Regions from separate parts of the Mus musculus genome. Here region 1 is linked to region 2. The links are chromatin contacts, called in public Hi-C maps. All regions are on one chromosome and are shown on one strand. The core of a region is the stretch at or near the end of the contact, and the rest is flanking DNA. Distances in the headings are between cores, read along the strand shown. Region 1 overlaps Arl15 (ADP-ribosylation factor-like 15). Region 2 holds the start of Hspb3 (heat shock protein 3).

Evidence for each region. A called contact is a pair of places that touch in the nucleus more often than the background predicts.
Region 1: a contact with region 2 is called in a Hi-C map of cortical neurons, with 1.8 times the contacts expected there. The contact joins the enhancer-like site here to the promoter of Hspb3 in region 2. A contact is called at or near these places in 1 of 39 promoter capture datasets (cranial neural crest), 1 of 484 Hi-C or Micro-C datasets (cortical neurons), 1 of 115 datasets of contacts at active chromatin or transcription factors (embryonic stem cells) and 1 of 9 other capture datasets (embryonic stem cells).

Annotation. Positions count from the first base shown.
Region 1 is chr13:113,819,985-113,825,968 of GRCm38.p6, forward strand. All of the region lies in intron 1 of Arl15 (ADP-ribosylation factor-like 15), which reads left to right. Among named protein-coding and RNA genes, the nearest start is that of Arl15, 28 kb to the left of the region's middle. Within about 2 kb of position 2,092, at least 14 of the 459 cell types and tissues checked have an H3K27ac peak or open chromatin away from gene starts, as enhancers often do. A contact at or near this core is called in cortical neurons, where this site is marked.
Region 2 is chr13:113,659,965-113,666,003 of GRCm38.p6, forward strand. Hspb3 (heat shock protein 3) reads right to left here and starts at 3,712. Exons shown (of 1, transcript NM_019960.2): 1 at 2,932-3,712. The coding sequence starts at 3,528. The coding sequence ends at 3,064. Gm34586 (a long non-coding RNA gene) reads left to right here and starts at 856. Exons shown (of 6, transcript XR_382933.3): 1 at 856-920.

The DNA of each region.
Region 1 (5,984 bases), core at 842-3,341, 160 kb after region 2:
CTGATGTCAACTTCAGTTCTCTACATGTCTATAAGCAAAAATATACACGCCCACTTGTGAAAACTTAAACACGCACACCCCTCTGTTCTCCTCTTTAGAAATGAGAACGTGGCACGTTCTTTCCACAGGCTAGTTTCTGGCACTTAATGTTTCGATCTAGAGAGAAAGAATGTGATTGTTTTTCTTCTGGGTCACATTCTGGATATTAGCAGCTTAGCAGGGAGAGTGACCTACTGTGTGATGCTTGTGGGCAAAGGAACAACAGAACAGTGACCTGCTAAGGAAGATGCTTGCTGTATTGACCCGAGTAGACGTCAGGTAGCCTGTTCACAGTTAACAGTGACCAGTACCTGAAGTGACGTGAAATGTGGCCACTCAGCAGGCTAGGAGGGTTTCAGGGCATGGCCACCAGCTTCCCTGTGCTTGTGGAGTCTGTCACTTTGCTCTGCTCTGCCTTTGCCCCCCCCCCCTCACTTCCCAGGGTTTTAAGTGTCCATGCCATAGACTAGAAAGTCTCCTGATACCTGTAACTATGGTTCAGTGTTCCCATTGTGTCCCTGAAGTCCTCTGTGCATGCCTTGCTCCTGCTAGACATTGGTGTGTTACACCTGTCTGTCATAGAATTGTAAATTCTTAGGTCAGAGGTGGAAGAGTAGTGACACCAGGGTTTGTTCACCCATACTGTTTCATACTTAGTACTGCCTAAAGTGAATGTCGCACATGGGGCTCTACAGATAACTTCTTTCCTTCCACCTTTTCTTCTTGTGTTGAATCTTTAGCCCCCAGTCCTAACAGACATGGAAGGGATATATATTTCAAGGCAATTACTACTAATTATTGTCTTTTGCTAAATTAAAACATTTCTTTCTTTTTTTTCTCTATTTTTTAAGATCTGAATTTTCAGAGCTATTCTTGCCTTCCACAGAAAGTAAGAAAGAATTTCAGCCAAAATTTATTTTTCTTTGTAATAGTGGGTGGAAATTTTCGTGGTGTCTTGCTAAAAGTGGTGAAGTCCATAAATTCTAATATGATATATGTCTTCGTTGGGTTATTTTGCTAGATGACTTTTCACATCTGAGGTCATATCTAGATTGCCTTTTAAGTCTTGATTAATTTTATAGAGAGGTCAGTGATTTCAAGCTCCTGGGCCCAGCTGTAGATTTCTAAGGAAGTATAGACTTTTACTCTTAGGGCACCGGTGTTATTGAAAATATTTAATCTCAGTTGGGGGTTTCTCCCCGTCCCTTGGTCATTCAGTTTCCAGATAAAAGACACACAACATTTATATTTATAATAAACCTTTAAAGCAATAGAGCTGAGCAGATCCCTGCCCTCTAAGCGATTAGTATCTATTTCCCTATCAGCAACCCCGAGTTATAACTTGCCGTGTCCCATCTGGGCTGTTCTTAACTCCAATTGGCTAGTCTTCATGGCCCTGTTTTTATGATTCACTTACCCAATGACGTCTCCTCTCTCCACCTTCCACTACCCTCTTGTGGTTTTTGCCTCCTCTGATCCCAAGCCCTGGATCTGAAACTCTGCCTACTTCTCTCCTTCCCAGCTGTTGACATTTTTATTCAACCAATAGTTTTAAATTAAGGAGCAAGGGTCTATAGCATCACTTGATGTATGTGAGGACTCTCTGGTCCCTGGGCAAGTATTTAGCATTACAATACATGGCCACAGACCTACACTCTGCATTCTGGTAGTCTTTTTACCACTAAAGCCACCTTAGAAAATATCCAGAGGTCAGTTAGAGTGGCATTGGTTATGCTTTCTTCAGGCAGATTAGCGGCATCCTCTTTCCCATTTGAAGAAGCCATGGAATACATACCAAGGAGCAAGGCTATACATTTTGCCTTCAAGGTCTGATTTTATTTTGTAGTGAGGCTTTTTTTTTTTAAAGTTATTTTTCCTTGTGAGAAATAGCTGCTGAGAGTCAAGCGATTCGCTGTTAATATCTGCAGTAACAGCTCCAACAGAAGGCCATCCCAGTTCTAAAGTAGATGCCAGGCTCCAGCAGTGCCTGAGGAAAGGCGGACGGGCCTTTGCTCAGAGCGCTGCCCACACACGTCTGCAGAGCTCCTGTGTATCGTGGGTCTTCACTTGCCAGTCTGCACGCTCCGCATCTTTGCCGCCATCCCATCTGTACAGAGATGCTGATGTGAGAAAATGCCTTGTCAGTCTACCGGATTTGGAAACAGGTGTCCCAGGCCTGGGCCTCATTCCAAGGTGCGTCTTGCTCCTCCCCCTTCCTTGTTTTACCAGTTTTCCCATCTTATTCCCAGGACTCTGGGCTTGGCTCTGTTAACTTTGTATTCTCACCACAAGCAAATTATAGAGGAGACAACAAAGGAAGGACATCTTGCTTTATATCAAGATGAAGGACTGCATAGGGCATCAAATTGGGATTGGCCATTATGTTAAGAATTTAAAAAGGAGCTCTCTTAAAACCACTGGTTTTTTTCCACCCCCTGACAGATCTGAAATACCTTAAAATCAGGTTGATTTTACACTATGTGGCAAATGACTTTTGTTTTCTGCCATCTTGTTGAAATTTTTTTTTTCTCCTTCCATTATTTTCATGGTTACCTTTGAAATCTTTTAGGAAAACAATTGTAAGATTAAACAATCACATCAATTTTAAAGCTGACTTTTTTTTTCTTGTTTTTCTCTTTTGTACACTTTTTAAGTAGACTCCTCTTAACATATTTTAACCCATCTGTGGTTTGTTTTTGACAGCTTGCTCTCCCCCCACCTCCCCCACGTGTTCCTTGAATGAGGTAGCAAAGAGGATGTGATTGGTTTTGAAATAATGATTCCTTAGTTCTTCTTCTGACCAGTTCAGGTGCAGATCTGTGAGTGGCGACTTGGAGGCTCCCGGGTCACAGTTTATCTGGCTCTTTCGTTTCCAGTTGGAAATAACTTTGTGTGCATCTGTCATTCTGAGCTGTCTTCTCTTCTAGAGATTTACAGTAACAATAGGGTTTTGCAAATGCTCCATAGTTGGGGAAAGACTATGAAGTATAATCATGTTAAATTTACTAACAGTTCCTACGCCACGATTAAAGGATGCTTGGTTTCTAAGTGCTCCTCCCACTAATTAGAGGGAAGAGGCCATCCTGAGAATACGATTGTTAGCACGAGTTTGGAGACTGGGTGGTGGACAGCCACTTGGGATGAGGTGGGGTGTCCAGGGGTTTGACAGTATTAGTAAGGACTACAGGTTACAGAGACGGGGAGAGGAAGTAATGGTGGTATTCAGGAAAATGTTACTTGAGGTATTTTTTGAGGGTTTTGTAGTAGTTTTGGCAGCTGCTATAGCAGCAGTTGAGCTTTTGGGAGTTTTAAGAAGGAACGGGTAGAGAGGGTAGGTTCTCACGACTGAAGATGAACTATTTCTCTCTAAAAGTCAAAGCCCTTTGAGAGTTTACAGACAAATGTAAATGTTTACAGTCTTGTGGTTTAGGGGCTACACTGGTAGCTTCTCGGTTGGTATGATAAAACACTCGGACAAAGAGCAAGTTGGGGAAGAAAGGGCTTTACTTTACTTTGGCTTAAAGGTTCTAAAGGGATGGGGCTCCTCACGGTGGGGAACACAGTCAAGGCAGGGTAGCCATAGGAGAAGGCCTCTGGCTCGTTACATGTCTATCACATACAGGAAGCTGAAAGGGACAGAAAGGAGAGCCATGCTGTAAACCCTCCAAGCCCGACCCTGTGATGAACTTTCTCTTAGCAAGGCTCCACCCACCAAATGATCGCTTGCTATTACTGGGGATTCAGTATTTAGCCACACTGGGGGCTGTTTCTCATTCCCGCCACACTGGGGGCACCTACTTTATAAGGATTTATTTTTCTTTATGTGTGGATGTGATGTGATGTGATGTGATGTGTGTGCTGTGAAGGCCCAGCAGCTCCTGTCATTGTCATCTTCAGGCTGGCTCATCGTGTGTACCCGCCATTCAGTATGGGCCCATTGCAGGTCAGGATTGTCATCAGAGAGTAAATCTCAGTTACAGAGAACAGAAGTAGGACAGAGAGAAAAAGGGTGCAGGGAAAGGCTAGAGGGGAATTTTCCTATTCGACTTTCACTTGTATTGCATTTCCAGGGTTAGTCACATGACACCTGCTGGCAAGGCAGGCTGCCAAACAGTCTTTTATTTGGGTGGGATACAATTAATATTTTTTACTTGGGAAAAAAAAAAAAACCCTTTTCCTCTTACAGGGAAAGAGTTATTAAATAACTATTATGTTACAAAGGTGTAGCGCTGAATAATTTCCAAAGATAGATGGAAAGAATGGATGTTGGCCAAGTTCATCGACCTTTTCAGCTTCCTGGTCTGAGACAACCAGTGGCATTACCCCAGGATAATTCAGTCATGTGTTCACTAAAAATAACTCTTGTAGTATTCCAGTTATGGTAATGGGACCCTAATATTAAGTGATTGTTAGTATTAAATGATCTGCCATTTATTTTCATTATAGGACCAGTGAATGACTGGAATGCTTGGAGTGTTTTTGTTGCGTTAATAACTTTATCCAGCGAGTTATCGTCTCGATCCGACTTTCTATTCTGCTTATTTAAAAGTCTGTGCAAGTAGCCTTGGTCTTTCAAGTCTTTTTTCTGACTTCCTCTCATACTGAATTCAGTGTCCTGTGAATATTGTCTGAAGAGATGGGAGTCTTTGGTAGCATGAGCTTGGTGTGACTGGTTGGCCTTCAAAACGGAGATCAGTTTTCAAAGCCATCTTTTTACCACCATGGAAATTCGGGGAATCCTTTCCCTGCTGCCTTCTTTGGCACAACAGATAAAACCACCCATGCTGAGATTTGTGGCATCATCAATCTATGGGGAGGCTTTTACTTGACAACTATAAGCCACAAGAGCAATGTCAGACTGTGTAAAGCTAGGGTTATTTTGACTATGTACTAATTTAGTGTGCTAACCATAGCCAGCTAAAGAAAGGCAGGGCGTCGAGTGTTCACGTTCGCTGCTCTCCTGTGCTGAGTGGGCCACACGAGCTTTGGGAACTTCATCTTGATTTGGGACTGAGTCTGTGGGTTCTACATCCTGAACGTTCTTAGTGTTAGGAGGCCAGGGACTCAGCCTCTCAAACTTGAGCCTATTCGATGGACTGTGCGTATGGGCGTTTCTCTCTTTGTGCCGGTTTCCTTTCTGCCTGTTACAAGGATTGTGAACATTCGTGTTGTAATAAAAATTGAACTAAACAAGTGCTAATTAAAATTGCATGCAAGAGGCTCGGGGAGATGATGGCTTATTCTGTATGGTGACTATTGCACAAGTCTGAGGACCCAAGTTCAAGCCTCCAGAACCCACATTCAAAACCAGGTGTGGTGTGGGGTATCTGTAATCTCAGTGCTGAGGGAAGAGAGGGTTATGATGGCCTGCTGAGGCAGTCAGTGAGCATCAGGGTCAAGGAGGGGCACCTGGTCTCAAAAAAATAAGATGGAGGAATGAGAGATGAGATGAAATGAAATGAGATGGTTCAATGGTTAGGAGCACTGGCTGATTTTTTCCAGAGGATCCAAGTTCAATTCCTAGCTCCCACATACGTGGTGGATCACAGTTTGTAATTTCAGGTCCAGGGGGTTCCAGCATCCTGTTCTGGCCTTCATGAACACTGCGTGTACATACATGCAGGCAACGTCCATCAAATAAAAATGAGTAAGTCTTAAAAAGAAAACAAAACACAACCTCTACTTCAGGGCAGTGAAAGTTTAAAAAGAAAAGAAAAAAAAAAGATGGAGAGCAATTGTGAAGACACCTGACACCAAACTCTGGCTTCTTTGTGTACCGTCATGTACATGTTCACACCCGCATGCACGTGTGCACACACCCACACGGGACATCTGTACATACATCCACTAAGAAAGCATATCAAAGACTAAATCATTGAAATTGCTTATGAAATATGCCTAAAACAAAATGTCATTAAAGCACTATAAGTCACATTCTTTAAATG
Region 2 (6,039 bases), core at 2,462-4,961:
GGCCTGAGTGTCGTTCATACCCTGGGAGGTGAATGTGAAACTAATTCTTCAAAATGCCAGTCACTTCTAGACTTCCAGGATGCAAGGCCGGCAGCTCAACTACAGACAGAGACGGGCTAACTTTGGTTTACAAATGACAGGGAAACAAAATGTTGGAAACATTTAAGATTGTTTTAGCACCAGAGGGTTAACTTTAGATATAAGAGGGGGCATGGGGGGGGATCGATAAAATTTGAAGGTAGCATTAAGATGCCAAGCAACAGATGTCATAGGTTGTCACATTTGCCGGCCCTTTGCTTCCTGCAGTATTACAGGTGCATTTGGATGCAAGCTCTGTGACCTCCCCACCTTTCTGAATGTGTCACCCGCCTCCCAGATGATGCAGTTGCCTGCATCCTGAGACGCTTCCTGGGTGCAAATCCAATTCTCTGCTCCTCCACCTCTTCCTATCTCACAAAATGGCACGCAGACCAGGTTCCAACCAGAGACAGAATTGTACTTCTCAAGAAATCTTAATGAGCACACCATCTGTGACAGGGTGGCAGAGACAGGGAATTAATGAGGAATGGAGATATGCCAGGGGCAAGAAGGTGAGAAGGCCACATCTTTTACAGAAGGGTCCAATGTTGTAATTCCACATACTCATAAGGACTGGATTATCCCTTAGGGATCTGTCTGCTGGAGGACACTGGCCCTGGAGAAACGTTGGTCAGCTGCACTGTGGAAGTTAAGTAGGAAAAACAAGCCTTGTGTGCTGTGTGGAAATATCACCTGTCAATAAAAAGCTGATGGCCTATTAGCAACAGGCAGGAAGTAGAAGGTGGGAGTTCCAATAGACAGATTGGAACTCTGGGAAATAGGCAGAAGCCGGAAGTTTGTCCTCGCCTCTGAGGAAGTCCGGGGCATGAAACTGAGGAGAGGTAACTAGCCATGCAGAAGGTATAGAATAGTTTAAATGGGCTATATGAGCTATAAGATAGTTGGGGAACAAGCCAAAGCTTAGGGCCTACGCTTATTCATACATAAATGAGCCTCTGAATTCTCATTATTCAAGAACTGTGGGATGGGTAGAAAAGCTCTTGGGGACACCTAAGCTTGTCCCTCCTCTGAGCTGTAATCCCTCTGCTCCTCAGTGGGTGCCTCTCATTGGCTGAAACCAATTGGAGACCAAAACAGTGTAGCCTGTGTCAGACTGGGGCTAGGAGGCACAGAGAATGTTTGGGCTGATGACAATCGGGATGTCAGATTTCATGCAAGGATAATTCTAATTTTGCCCAGACGGATAAGGAAACATGAGCTAGCTATTTAAAGTAACAGGCTCATCGTGGTCGATAATGAATCATTTCATTTTTTATAGTGTTTGAAAAACCTAGAACCTTCTCCTATGCCTTTGAATTTTTAATTTTATCTAGAAACAAAGAAATGCTAACTGGAGATGTGTTGAGTTTTCAGTTTTTGAAAGGAAAAAAAAATCCCCAAGGGTAGAAGGAAGGTGTTGACTAGTGAAAGTCCGGAACCAAATGAGAGAGCCCTTGGAGCTATTTGTTTCTAAAACCACTATTGGCTACATAATTACTCGGATGGCAACAATGTTTGACTGGCGTTGCATTGTATCCCACTTCTCATCCTGTTAGCATCTGGTATCCCACTCACACTGGTTAGCTTTGTTGTGCCCCACTGTTCATGTAAGTTTCAATTTCTCAAACAAAAACATCTCATCCTAGACTTCATACCCCAAACGTCAGCTTTAGACACGAATTTCATATAAACAGATGCTCCAACATCTTTTCGATGTTAGCAAAAAGTAGCAAATGTCACCCCAGACTCTGTTTGATTTCTGGTTTTTACTGACTCCCCAACTTCCCTGTTTTAGCTTGAAGAGAGGAGAGGCAAGATGGAGGAGCACCATGACAGCTGTCTGCCTCCACACAGGTGACAGCCACACTCTGAGATCTTCTTTCTATTCTTAGCACTGGCCTGGCCTCTCTCCCTGTGAGCTCACATTCAGCACCCAGTGAAACAGAAAGCGGCCACTTTCTCCACGGAAGTATTTAGGATGCATAGAATGAGCTAGCACATATTCTAAATGCCTACGAGCAGCTGCTGAAGGCAAGCCTCCCTTTCTTAACCTCTACCAGCTCCATCCAGAGTCAAAGCAGCAGTTTGGGAGAACAGAGGCACTAAGGGAGTCCTGACAAGCATGTGCTGCCCCAGACTATGCACCCAGCTCTCATGGCTGCGTGAGCTCAGGTTCCTCACTGGCCGCAAGGTTATTTAAAACTTTCGACCAGTAGAGACAGCAGACGCTGGCACTGGCCATCCCCCCTTCAAAATAGCGAGCATTAAGATTTCCTGAGCCCAGCAATGCAACGTTTTAGTTTCCCACACCTAGCATACGAGACACTATACACTCTGGGCTAACAAATATAACACCAAAGCAAGTAGTATACATTGTCTAGCAGCAAAACTTCTGGTAGGGTTCAGTTTAGCTTTGAAAACTATATGTGGTCTATATGGGAACTTTTAAAAAACTAAAATACCTGAAGATCCCCACTGATGTTTAAATGAGCAACAACTGTTGTGACTTTTAACTAGATTCAGACCCAGGTCCCGTAAATTATAGTATACAGAAATAAAATTTTCTCTTTGAAGCCCTCCCCCCTCTTTCTAGCAATGCAGAAACTTTTCATACAGTGAGGAAAAATCAGATCTCTTTACTGACAAGGACTGGTTTGCCATGGGTTGTCCAAATGGCCTCTGTGGAATTTTAGACTCATCAAAAACCAGGCTGAGCATTCTCTAGTACCAACCACAGTCTGCTAGCTCTGAGGTGGCTTCATTGTAAAAGCAGCAGCACTCCTAACTGCACAAACACATTTGAAAACCTTCCTTTCTGGCTACCAATAAGAAAGACAACCTCCACATACCAGGAACGGTGGATACATTTGGTTTTTTTTAATCCTCATAAAAGTGACAGCAATCCATCTCAAAAGTTTAAGCATTCCCGGGGTGTCCCTGGCTTTCATCTTCCTTCCTGGGGTATGAAGAGCAACCAAAAGGCTTTCACTTGGTCCCTAGTGAATCTTTGACTTCCACCACCAAGATTCCATCATGACAGAGGATGGCAGACAAATCTTTGGTTTCGACTCCATCTGGCAGTTTGTACTGTCTGGTGAAACTCCGCGATATAAACCCGTGTTCGTCCATTCTGGTTCCGTGCTGTGCCTTGATCAGCAGCCAGCCCTCGAAGGTCTGGATGATGATGTCCTCGGGCAGGAACTGGACCACATCCAGCAGGATCTGGAAACGGGATTTGCCTTCTCCGGGTGGCTTCTCCGTGGAGGCTGAGTCCTCTGCCAGAGCCTGTGGCGTGCCTGCGCCTCTGGCTTTACTCAGGTCCTCGATGGTTGGCCCGGGCAGTGCGTATAGTGTATGATCCAGTCTGCAGTCTTCTAAGCCTCGAGCTTCAAACTCCTCCTGATAACGCACTGGGGTCTCTATGAGGTGCCTCAAAATGATTTTTGCCATAGCAGAGGCGACTCCAGCGTTGAACCACTTCCCTTCCGTGAGTGTCTAGTCTCTGGCGTTGCCTGCGGACTCGATTCTTAGTCCTAGCAGCTCCGTTTACAGTCCTGCCCAGACGGCAGCTTAATTGGGGCTGAATCAGACCGGCACACTGACTCTTGTCTTTTCACACACACTGACAATGAATGGCTATTTATAGCCGCCTCTGCGAGTTGCATTTAGCTCACAGCCTGTACAAGTGGGCCAGGCAGGGATCGCACTTGCACGCTCCCTTAGCCTTGGCAGGCCTGTCTGCCTTGTTCACCCCAAAACACAAAGTAGAAACCAGAAGCAGCGCTTGAAGATCACACCGTGTGACCTGCAAAGTGTGCAATCATCTCAGTACAAGCCTCTCCCTCTGCCTGAAAATTCCATTCGGGGAGAGACGATTCTAACTCTGGTTTATGAGAAATCAATCAATTTCAAACAGCTACTAAACTCCAGCTAAGTTCGGATCCTATTCCGTTCTTTTTACTCTTTTGTGCCTAAAGGACACCTGAACCACATCAGCTGGTGTTTGTACATCTGACTCGGCAAAATGAGATGGGATGACTAAGCGAGAAGACTGTGCAACTTCAGAGGGAGCCTGGGAGCTCAGGACTGACAGAAATAGTCAATAGCAGAGGGCAAAATGCAAAGCGTTCAACTATTTCATATTAAGGTTCAGAAAACAAAGAATGAATCTAATCAACACCATGCTATTGAATGGGCAAAGACACTCACTGCACATCATTTCTCAACTAGAGCACCCTTTCATTGTCCTTCCACTGGCCAAGACTGAGGCAGCTGCCGCGGAACTTCTTCAAGATGTGCTACATAAAAATAGAGTCTGCCAAGGTATTTTATATTATTTGTGACTATTGAGAAGGGTGTTGTTTCCCTAATTTCTTTCTCAGCCTGTTTATCCTTTGTGTACAGAAAGGCCATTGACTTCTTTGAGTTAATTTTATATCCAGCTACTTCATTGAAGCTGTTTATCAGGCTTAGGAGTTCTCTGGTGGAATTTTTAGGGTCACTTATATATACTATCATATCATCTGCAAAAAGTGATATTTTGACTTCTTCCTTTCCAATTTGTATCCCCTTGATCTCCTTTTGTTGTCTAATTGCTCTGGCTAGGACTTCAAGTACAATGTTGAATAGATAGGGAGAAAGTGGGCAGCCTTGTCTAGTCCCTGATTTTAGTGGGATTGCTTCCAGCTTCTCACCATTTACTTTGATGTTGGCTATTGGTTTGCTGTAGATTGCTTTTATCATGTTTAGGTATGGGCTTGAATTCCTGATAAGAACTTCAAGTCTCTAAAGAAAGAAATTAAAGAAGATCTCAGAAGATGGAAAGATCTCCCATGCTCATGGATTGGCAGGATCAACATTGTAAAAATGGCTATCTTGCCAAAAGCAATCTACAGATTCAATGCAATCCCCATCAAAATTCCAACTCAATTCTTCAACGAATTAGAAAGGGCAATCGGCAGATTCATCTGGAATAACAAAAAACCGAGGATAGCAAAAACTCTTCTCAAGGATAAAAGAACCTCTGGTGGAATCACCATGCCGGACCTAAAACTGTACTACAGAGCAATTGTGATCAAAACTGCATGGTACTGGTATAGTGACAGACAAGTAGACCAATGGAACAGAATTGACGACCCAGAGATGAACCCACACACCTATGGTCACTTGATCTTTGACAAGGGAGCTAAAACCATCCAGTGAAAAAAAGACAGCATTTTCAACAAATGGTGCTGGCACAACTGGCGGTTATCATGTAGAAGAATGCGAATTGATCCATTTCTATCTCCTTGTACTAAGGTCAAATCTAAGTGGATTAAGGAACTCCACATAAAACCAGAGACACTGAAACTTATAGAGGAGAAAGTAGGGAAAAGCCTCGAAGATATGGGTACAGGGGGAAAATTCCTGAATAGAACAGCAATGGCTTGTGCTGTAAGATCAAGAATCGATAAATGGGACCTCATAAAATTGCAAAGCTTCTGCAAAGCAAAAGACACCATCAATAAGACAAAAAGGCCACCAACAGATTGGGAAAGGATCTTTACCTATCCCAAATTGGATAGGGGACTAATATCCAATATATATATAAAGAACTCAAGAAGGTGGACTCCAGAAAATCAAATAACCCCATTAAAAAATGGGGCTCAGAGCTGAACAAAGAATTCTCACCTGAGGAATACCAAATGGCAGAGAAGCACCTGAAAAAATGTTCAACATCCTTAATCATCAGGGAAATGCAAATCAAAATAACACTGAGATTCCACTTCACTCCAGTCAGAATGGCAAAGATCAAAAACTCAGGTGACAGCAGATGCTGGCGAGGATGTGGAGAAAGGGAAACACTCCTCCATTGTTGGTGGGACTGCAAGCTTGTACAACCACTCTGGAAATCAGTCTGGCGGTTCCTCAGAAAATTGGACATAGTACTACCAGAGGATCCCGCAATACCTCTCCTGGGCA